3 separate regions of the Mus musculus genome follow, and regions 1 and 2 are each linked to region 3. A link is a contact called in public HiChIP or PLAC-seq data. All regions are on one chromosome and are shown on one strand. Each heading gives the region's core, a stretch centred on a gene start, on an enhancer-like site or on the middle of the called end of the contact. The rest is flanking DNA. Distances are from core to core; before and after follow the strand shown. Region 1 overlaps Heyl (hairy/enhancer-of-split related with YRPW motif-like). Region 2 overlaps Rragc (Ras-related GTP binding C). Region 3 overlaps Smap2 (small ArfGAP 2).

Evidence for each region. HiChIP or PLAC-seq counts read pairs in DNA pulled down with a chosen protein or histone mark.
Region 1: a contact with region 3 is called in an H3K27ac HiChIP or PLAC-seq map of large pre-B cells, with 8 times the contacts expected there. The contact joins two enhancer-like sites. A contact is called at or near these places in 4 of 39 promoter capture datasets (the 3T3-L1 cell line, hippocampal neurons, liver and 1 more) and 1 of 115 datasets of contacts at active chromatin or transcription factors (large pre-B cells).
Region 2: an H3K27ac HiChIP or PLAC-seq map of large pre-B cells shows a contact between it and region 3, with 4 times the contacts expected there. The contact joins two enhancer-like sites. A contact is called at or near these places in 2 of 39 promoter capture datasets (both in liver) and 1 of 115 datasets of contacts at active chromatin or transcription factors (large pre-B cells).

Annotation. Positions count from the first base shown.
Region 1 is chr4:123,238,105-123,241,257 of GRCm38.p6, reverse strand. It overlaps Heyl (hairy/enhancer-of-split related with YRPW motif-like), which reads right to left. Exons shown (of 5, transcript NM_013905.3): 2 at 1,061-1,127. Among named protein-coding and RNA genes, the nearest start is that of Heyl, 6.1 kb to the right of the region's middle. Within about 2 kb of position 1,552, at least 96 of the 459 cell types and tissues checked have an H3K27ac peak or open chromatin away from gene starts, as enhancers often do.
Region 2 is chr4:123,926,678-123,929,721 of GRCm38.p6, reverse strand. The region is part of intron 5 of Rragc (Ras-related GTP binding C); the gene reads right to left. Among named protein-coding and RNA genes, the nearest start is that of Rragc, 11 kb to the right of the region's middle. Within about 2 kb of position 1,556, at least 88 of the 459 cell types and tissues checked have an H3K27ac peak or open chromatin away from gene starts, as enhancers often do.
Region 3 is chr4:120,975,366-120,978,509 of GRCm38.p6, reverse strand. It overlaps Smap2 (small ArfGAP 2), which reads left to right. Exons shown (of 10, transcript NM_133716.3): 5 at 1,473-1,559; 6 at 3,057-3,138. Among named protein-coding and RNA genes, the nearest start is that of Mir7015, 3.6 kb to the right of the region's middle. Within about 2 kb of position 1,674, at least 10 of the 459 cell types and tissues checked have an H3K27ac peak or open chromatin away from gene starts, as enhancers often do.

The DNA.
Region 1 (3,153 bases), core at 303-2,802, 2.3 Mb before region 3:
AACAAATCTATGCTTTATTTATGGAGGACAAGAATGAAAGTTAAGACTGACAATAATTTGCTTAATGTCATACAGTATAAACTTAGAGCTGGGACTAGCACTCAGGCCTCTTGTACTAGTCTATAGGGACAATATTTACTGCCCATCAGGACAGGGATATGCAGCCTTAGCAGTGGTGTAGACCTGGGGGACTCTGCTAGGCCAGTTACTGGGTCATGACAACACCAGAATTCTGAGTTTTGCTCTCTTCAGCCACAGAGGCCTTCATGCACACTATCTGTTTCCCCTGCAATTCTGGCAACAGAATCCTCGGAGCTGGGCAGGAATTATAATCCTTCACTTTTTCGAGACAGAATATGAAGCTGGGAAAGACGGTTTGACCATGTCTTCTGGGGAGTGAGTAAATGAGTGACTGGCTGGCTCTGGCTGGATCCTAGGCCTCTGGATGCTCAAGAAAAGGTGAGGCGGATTAAGACGGAGAGCGGCTAGCAGTGAGCTGCCCTCTGCACACCTCCTGGCTTAACACACGAAAGAAAGTTATGGGTTCAGAGGAAAACTGGGCAGAGGGCAGACTATAATAAAAGTATTAATGGATGGCGCTCAGAGTTTATGGTGATGTACTCTGTCTTAAGAATAGCCCTTTGGCAGTTGGGGATGAAGTTCAGTTCCCACTGTGCTTGCGTCTAGTGTATATGAGGCCTGAATTAACTAAATCCTCAGTACTGTAAAAACCAAGCGATGATGCAGGCCTGTGATGTCAGCACTTGGGAGGCCAAGCCAGCAGGATTAGGAGTTCAAGAGCATCCTAAACTACAAAGTGAATTTGAAAAAACAACCAAGTTAGTCTTTTGAGGTAGGTGCCACCTGTCACTCAGAGGAAGAAGCAAGGGACTGGAGGGGAGGTGGCATGCCCAGCCTCCAGGAATCCAATTGGCAGAGCTTGGGTTTGAACCTGTGCAGCCGGCTGGGATGTTGGGCACGGTCTCCTGGGATTGATTTGCAAACCCTGCTTGAGCGTCTCAGTGGCTGTTAAGCACCTCAAAGGCTGTTGCACACTCACCCCTCTGCGCTTCTTCCGGGCTTGCATCTGCGAAGGGCTGGGGGTAGTCAGCGGCCTGGCCATCTGGCTGCAGAGGAAGAGAAAGGCTAGTTTCTCAGAGCTGAAGGATCATCTCCCTGGCCTAGGCTGACCTGGGAGGCCCAGCTGGCAGCAGGCCCGGAGGGAGTGGGGGAATGGGGTGCGTAAGGGCGGGGCTCCCAGGTGGCCACAGTCTCCTAGGCCAGGAAGGGGCGCAGAACATGCATGAGAGAGCTCGCCCGCTCTCCCTTTCTCCCCGGAGACCCATTTCTTCAGGGCCAAGACCTCCATGCTCTCCCAGCTTCCTGCCTGTTAGCCCCTGGTGGCCACGAGTTGCTCGCTTAGCCCCTGCCCCCGTGGGCAGCAAGCCGTCGGGGAACCGCGAACCAAGATGCTCCCTCTCGGGTCCTGCAACCCGATCCCGGGGGCGGGCTGACTGAGGGCGCGGGCCAGCGGCGGCCGGCCGGGCCGGGCGGGTTATATTTCAGAGCTAGCCGCTGAGAAGGAGCGTGGAAAGCACAGATGCCGCCGCTTCCCACGGGCCGGAGCGCCGCCGCCCGCCCTCCGCCCGGCCCGCAGCTGCCGCCTCCTCCCACGCGGCGCGGCCGGGGGCGAGGCGGAGGCGGCATCTGGGTCACAGTCTCCTCTCGCACGCTTGGGGACATTGCTCTGGCCTCCCAGAAGGCACGGGTCCGGGTATCCTCGCTCTCCCTCCCATGCCGGTGCCTTCCCCTGTAGCTCAGGCTGGATGATGGATGTTTGCTCCAACCCCAACAGCTGTATTACAAAGACTCTAACCTAGGGGTTTCCTGCCCAGATGTTGACCAGAATAACCACTCCAACTGCTTCCAGTCAGGATGGCCTTTTGCTCTAGCTGCCCTGTCAGATGGCAGAGGTTCACTGGAGAGCATCGAGGACCCAACCCTACTGATGCTCAGCTCCACAACTTTGGGCAAGGTGCCTCTCCTGCCATTTTGGAATGCCAACAAACATCTCAAACATGACCTTGCTCAACACCTGCTCCTTGTTCTACCCAAGTTTTATCCCAGCAAAGGTCCCCCCTCCCCCAGCTTCTAGTCCTCTGGAACATTCTTTGGCTCAACCCTTGTCTTCACCCTCCTGGTTAAAACCTGCCTGTCCCACATCTGTATAGTTTTATCTCTCTCCTTGATCTCCAAGCTCCTCTATGTCTCTCACTCGCAGGCTTACAAGAAGAACTTTTCCTTGGGTCCCCTGTACCCTTTGTACTTCCACTACCAGTGATCATTGAAATGCAAACTTGATCTTGTCCATCTTAAATCTTGGTGGCTTCTCAGTGCTTTTAAGATCCGTCCTTCGGTTAGTCCAGCTGATTCCTGTCACCTCTTAGTTCTGACTGTCTCTTGCTCTGCAAGCCCCAGTCTGTGAAAGCATCCAGTGCCCTACATTTTCATATGTGTTCTGTGCTCTAGAAGTCTCTGGTTCAGCCCATCTCCTCACCACAAGTTTAACTTCAACTGTCCCCCAGATTGCCACCCAATGTCACCTCCTTTAGGAGCGCCTCCCTGCCCTTCTCTTTTCTTTACAATTATTAGTCCATTATGTTCCCTTTCCCAGGCTCCTGCATCCACCACATTTATGTTGGCTTATTGTTTTACTCTTGCATGATTATTTGATTAACATCCATCTCTCCAACAGGCTCGTGAGTGTGGAGTGTGTGTCTGTTTCACACACTAGTATAGCTCACGTCTTCAACAAGCATGGGACACAGCGGAGCTTGTGGTCGGAATTCTTACTTCCTTTCTTATCTTTACTGTCACAGAGAATGGTGATACCCCAGAAATCTGCCTTCTGATTCACCAGGAGGGTCTCAGCCTATGTGACTATCTTCATGGCATCTGAGGTTGGGTCATTTTCATCAACACTTCACAGAAAGGTGGCTTTGGGAGAGAGCAGATACCACATGCTGCAGGTCTGTTCCAGGCACATCTGGAAAAATGTATCTCTCACCCTCACATCTGGACAAACAGAGCTGCTCAGAGGCCTGTGAAAGCCCTTGGGAGCCAGGGCCCTGGAGGCAGGGCCTGAGATCTGTA
Region 2 (3,044 bases), core at 307-2,806, 3.0 Mb before region 3:
GCCTGAAATATATTGGGACAGTCATCATTTAGGGTAAGAGTCACAAAGAACACAATCTAGGAGCTTTTGTTAACAGCAAGGCACTGCATGTCTCTCATCACTACTGAAATCCACCACTTAGAGACATAGCTAACAGTCTCTAACTGTAGCTCTGAACCACTGACACTGCAATGAATGCCCTGCTGGCCAGGCCACTCACCTGCCCAGACTGTGCTCTGAGGGCCTACTCTCCCCACTTCCCTCCAGGTACATGACCCCCGAGGACCTGCCACAGCCTCAGCCAGCTACTACAGGGTATATTCTACATGCCAAACCAATTACGCATTTTCTCAGACACCTTTTGTTGTTTCCTTACAAATTAAACAAACAAACAAAGAAATGGAATCAAGAAAATACATAAGTCTATCAAAGATCAACCCCAGCCAGAGAGAGGGAGGAATTATGTTAAAAATCAACAACTTTTTAAAGAGTTTGAGTGATGACAAGGTCAAGGAGTTTGCTGCCAAGTCTAACAACTAGAGTTTGATTGATCCACAAGTGGAAACAGAAATGACTCCTAATAAGCTGTTCTCTAACTTCCGCATGTGGTACCATAGCATGTATATGCCTGCACCTGCTAGGCATTAAGAGTTGCCAAAACTGCCTCTTTAGTAGAGGTGTTCGGGGGCTGAGAAGATGGCCCACTGGCTAACAAGCACTTACTGCTCCTCTAGAGGACTCACGCTTGGTTCCCAGCACACACACACATCAAGGCAGCTCAGAGCCCTGTAACCCCAGTTTCAGCAATCTGCTATGCTCTCTGGCCTCCGAGGGCTTACATACCACAACGAACATAAAAACTCATGCAGACACAGACACATACTCATAATACACAAAATAAATCTTCAAGAAGTATCTGCCTTTCAAATGAGGGTGAAAGACACAGGCACTCAAGAGTTTGAGGGATGAGAATGGACAGCCTGGCCTTTCATAGATAGAGAAAAAAGTATTTCAAAAAAACTGTTTAAAAAGTAAAGGCAACCATACTGAAAAGGAAAGGCTACAACAGGTATCTGGTGGGAAACAATGTTTCCTCCTGTCCTGTCTTTACTACCTCCTGCATTATTTTCATGACAGACAGATTATTGTTTAAATTGCTCTAAATTTTACAGGTTACCTTTTCATATATTAATTTGATCCCACAACAACCCAGAATCGTTACTATTAACCTGTTTAAGCACTTAACTTTGGGAGTTAAGAGTGAAGGCAAGGGAGCAGAACAGAGTAATCTAAATACAAATAAGAGAATTACACCAACGTTAAAGTCCTAAGACTCCAGGTTATAAAAAGTAAAAGGATACCTGGCAAGATATGGACTCAAACTTAGGGTTTTAATTCAGTTCCAAGCAGTTTCCAATATCACAGCAGTTGGGAAGAGTGAACCATGTGCTTTAAGAGTATAAAGAAAGCAGCTTCCTCCTGATGGAAGAAGAGGAAATGCAAGTGCTCTGTGCTGTCTGTCAGCTGATAGCCAGAGGTCAAGGAGATCCTATTCTGTACCACACAGGAAGTGAGAGAAGGCACCAGCTGACAAGCAACACAGCAACATGAACCTCTATGGCTGGACCCACAGCCAGCAGCTGTAAACAGCTGCAGTTTCTAGTGTTGAGCTACAGGATCTCAAGTCATACACTAACATGAGAACATTACATCATGCAAGCTTGATGACCTGAGTTCAATCCCCAGAACCTGCATAAAAGTGAAAGCAAGAAGTGAAAAGAACTTGTGCTTTGGCCTCCGTATGTATACCATGGTATGCACAGCCCCTGCACGCACGCGTGCGCGCGCACACACACACACACACACACACACACACACACACACACACATATTTTCAATTTAAAAAATGTTAAAGCACATTCTTGGTTGGGGACACGGCTATGTAAACACTTGCTTTTAGCAAATGCAAGACTGCAAGGGACAGAAAGAACAAGAGACATCTAGTTAGCTATTCATGCATGGCAATAAGACAGATTTAATGGTTAATAAAGAAAGAAAATATACTAATGACTTTAAAAAGTAGACTTAGGTTTTTTGTTTTGTTTTGGGTCAAAACTCTCTATGCAAGATTTTAAGGTGCTGAATTGGGGATGTAGCTGGCTTCCATCCCCAGGACCATATAAAACCACTGTGGTAACAGATACCAGTAATCCTAGTGCTTAGGAGGATCAGAAATTCAAGGTTATCCTCTACTACATATATCAACTTTGAGGCTAGCCTGTGCTACTTGAAAACCTCTCTCAAAAACAAAAAAAAAACCAAAAAACTGAAAAAAACTTCCAAAGCAAGTATGTTTATCTGAGTTTTAGTCAAAATACATCCAAGCAAAAGCAGGAAGCAACACGCCCTAAAGGGGCTCAGCATAACTGGGCCAGTGAGCCTGGAGTCCAGAGAACACAAGAAACAAGTGAGACTGTCTCAACAAGGCAGAAGGCGAGAACATACTCCTGAACACTGTCTGATCTTCACATGAGCACCATGGGGGATAGACAAAATAAGCGTTTAAAAATGTGAAACTAGCTTAAAAACTTTTGATTAGCTTTTCCTTTTTTTAAAAGAATGTGTTCTACTGGTCAACTTTTAAGAATAGAAAATACAAACGTTTCCTGAGGAACAACAGGCCATCTTATTTTCCTTACAGAAGGTAGTACAACAAAGGACAGCGGGTAATCAGCGAGAGTAAACAGAAACAGACAAGACAAGGTAAGGTACTCTACTCACAGGGAGCAGAAGGAGGGCACTGACAAAGCAGGCACACAGACAGACAGACAGACAGAGAAGGGGAGGTGCATTAGAAAGAATACAGGCTAACAGCACCCTGGGTATTCTGGTCTTGACACACGGAAGGCTGAGGGCTAGGCAAGAGGCTATTTGCTAGAATGTTTTCATTCTTCCTCTGGTCTAGGCTACAAAATCTTTTGGGTTTTGGTATTTTATAAATTTCTACATAGTTTAAGGAATGTTCATGTAGTAAATCTATATTTGAGAGACTTATTGCGGAAACT
Region 3 (3,144 bases), core at 425-2,924:
GTTATTTTTACAGGAAATATGAAAATTAAGAGGAAGAACCCATGCTTGTTCTCGTTGTCCCCTAATGACTCATCTGGGTGTGTGCCTTCCTCAGAGGCATAACCAGAATCTAGTTATAAAGGATGTCTCCTCGCAAACATCTCACATGGTGTACATGCTCCATCTATATTTCTGTGGTCATTGTTGCATCTCCTGCTGAGCAGATGAAACAGTTTCTTTCCCCTCCATTAGCAGGACTGTTGTCACTTAAGGTTTTTGTTAGCATTTCTGGGATGGACAGCTTAGTGGTACATTTGACTTTTTACTATAGAGTCTTTTGGAAGGCTTGAGATAGGGTCTTGCTAAATATCCCAGACTGGTCTGGAACTGACTCTGTAGCCCAGGTTGTCCTTGAACTGGAGATCCACTGCCTTTATATCCGAGTGTTGGGATTCTATACCACCAAGCCCTGCCAGATTGTTTCCATCTCTCTCTCTCTTTCTTCCTTTCTTTCTTCCTTTCTTTCTTTCTTTCTTTCTTTCTTTCTTTCTTTCTTTCTTTCTTTCTTTCTTTCTTTCTCTGTCTGTCTGTCTGTCTTTTTCTTCCTTCCTTTTTCTCTCTGTTTGTTTGTTTCTTTCTTTCTTTTTTAAATGTATATTTTCTTATTTTTATGTATATGAGTGATCTGTCTTCACATATACCAGGAGAGGGAATCAGACCCAATTACAGATGGTTGTGAGCCACCATGTGGTTGCTGGAAATTGAACTCAGGCCCTCTGGATGAGCAGCCAGTGTTCTTAACCTCTGAGCCATTTCTCCAGCCTGCCTGTGAACTTTTTAAGTGCAGGCAAGTTTGTGTCACTATGCCCAGCCTCTAGCTTTGTTTCCTAATTTTAAAAATAGAGGTGAAAAGGCTGGAGACGTGGCCCAGCGGTTAAGAAAAGGCTGGAGACGTGGCCCAGTGGTTAAGAGCACTTGATGCATTTACAGAGGACCAGAGTTCAAAAGAGCAACAAAAACTGAGAGAGATTTTCTTGTATGGGGATTGTTGTTTTGAGTATCTTTGTTGTATATCCTAGACTGGTCTCAAACTCAAAATTCTCCTGCCACAATGTTCTAAATGATGAGATTACAAGCATTTACCACCTTGCCTGCCTTTAGTATTTATTTCTTGAGACCTTTTTGGCTGTTTATAGTTATGTATAACACATAGGAGATAAAGGGCACAAATGTGTGGCAACTTTTAAACTTCCATAGATTGTCTGTCTGTATTACAGATTTCAAAAAGGGTTGAGTCCTTAAAATGTGGGGTCTGCCTCATTCAGTAAGGAGGCTAATGAGGAAGATCAGTACTCACACCCCACACCAAATTGGTTGCATTTCTGCATCAGAATCTTTAGTGAACTTTGATGCCCTGCCTGCATTTGGATTGTAGCTCTGAAACACTAATTGTGCTAAGGCTAAGCTATCATTGTCCTGTTACATCACTTTAGAAAGAGAAGGATGATAAGTGGAAACGAGGGAATGAACCCGCTCCGGAGAAAAAGATGGAACCTGTTGTTTTTGAGAAAGTAAAAATGGTAAGTGGGGAGCTTCTCACCATGTGGGTGGTCCCATGTCCACACACGAACCTGCAGGAGGAGAGTGGCGGGCGGGAGGCTCAGCGGTGCGCGGGTTTGAAACCATACTGCACTGTTGCACTGGGACTAAAGGCCCATAGAGCACCTGCTGCTTGCCCATTGCCAGTTGCTGTCTAATGTGCTCTATAGCTTTTCTTGCTCTCTTATTATCTAGCACCCCCTGCTCCCTTCTCTTTCCCTCCCTACCCCATCTCTCCTCTCTTCTCCTTCTATCCTTTTTTTAAAAATTTTCTTCCTTCCTTTCTTTCTTTCTTTCTTTCTTTCTTTCTTTCTTTCTTTCTTTCTTTCTTTCTTTCTTTCTTTCCTTCCTTCCTTCCTTCCTTCCTTCTCTCTCTCTCTCTCTCTCTCTCTCTCTCTCTCTCTCTCTCTTTCTTTCTTTCTTTCTTTCTTTCTTTCTTTCTTTCTTCCTCTTTTTTTATAATGAGAGAGGATTTCACTATGTAGCCCTGGAACTCATTCTATAGGTCATGCTAGCCTTGAGCTCGCAGAGACCTTCCCACATACTGAGGTTAATAAGGTGCCACACTACACCTAGCTTATAGCTCTTCTCTATGACAGGAAGCCAGATGGACGCTTAGGGACTCTCTTTCCCTTCTGAGCATGATGCCTGCTCCCTGCCAGTGTGCAGGGTCAATGTGATACCTTCGAAGCAGATGTTCGTTCCCTCTGTGTTAGTCCTTGTCAGACTTCTTGCCTCATCTCCCTGTTGCACCTTGGAGTAGTGCAGAAGTCAGGTCATGCTCCCTTCTTCCCCTGGCACACACTATGGCTGTGTAGTAGATTCTCTAGGGGCTTATAATCATAAGAGAAAAGATTTTCAATTTTTTTCTAAAGGCTTGTTTATCTTTGTCTGATGTATGTGAATGTTTACCTGCGTGTGTGTATATGTGCACCACATGTGTGCCTAGTGCCTGCAGAGACCAGAAGAAGGTATTGTGTCCCCCTAGACACTAGAGTCTAGTCTAGAGTCAACATGTGGGTGTTGGAAAGTAAACGTGGGTCCTCTTCAAGATCAGCCTGTGTTTAACCATTGAGCCATCTCTTCATCCTCAAGAGTTTTATACTATTGCTTAAGGAAAAACCCTTTCCTATCACTATGAATCTCATCTGTGGAATCAGTCCATTTTGATTATGGCAGAGTAGATCTGAACTCTTTAAAGTGATCTTTAGAATAAACTAAAAGGCTTTGTGTTCCCACATACTGAGGCTAAGCCTCTCCAAACAGGCCAACCAGGGCACTGTTTACCAGGGCTCTCTCTCACTTCCAGTTCCGTTCATGCACTCATGCTTCCTGGCACTTCCTGAGCCTTGTTTCTTTGGTAACTGTCTTTGACAAACAGCCATACCACAAGAATACCTGTGGCTTCACAGTGATGGGGGTACGCGTGTGTCAAAAACAACTGCTTGCTCTTTTTTATAACATTTTTTTCATCTTAGCCACAGAAAAAAGAAGACGCACAGCTACCTCGGAAAAGCTCTCCGAAATCTGCAGCCCCTGTCATGGACTTGTTGGGCCTTGGTAAGA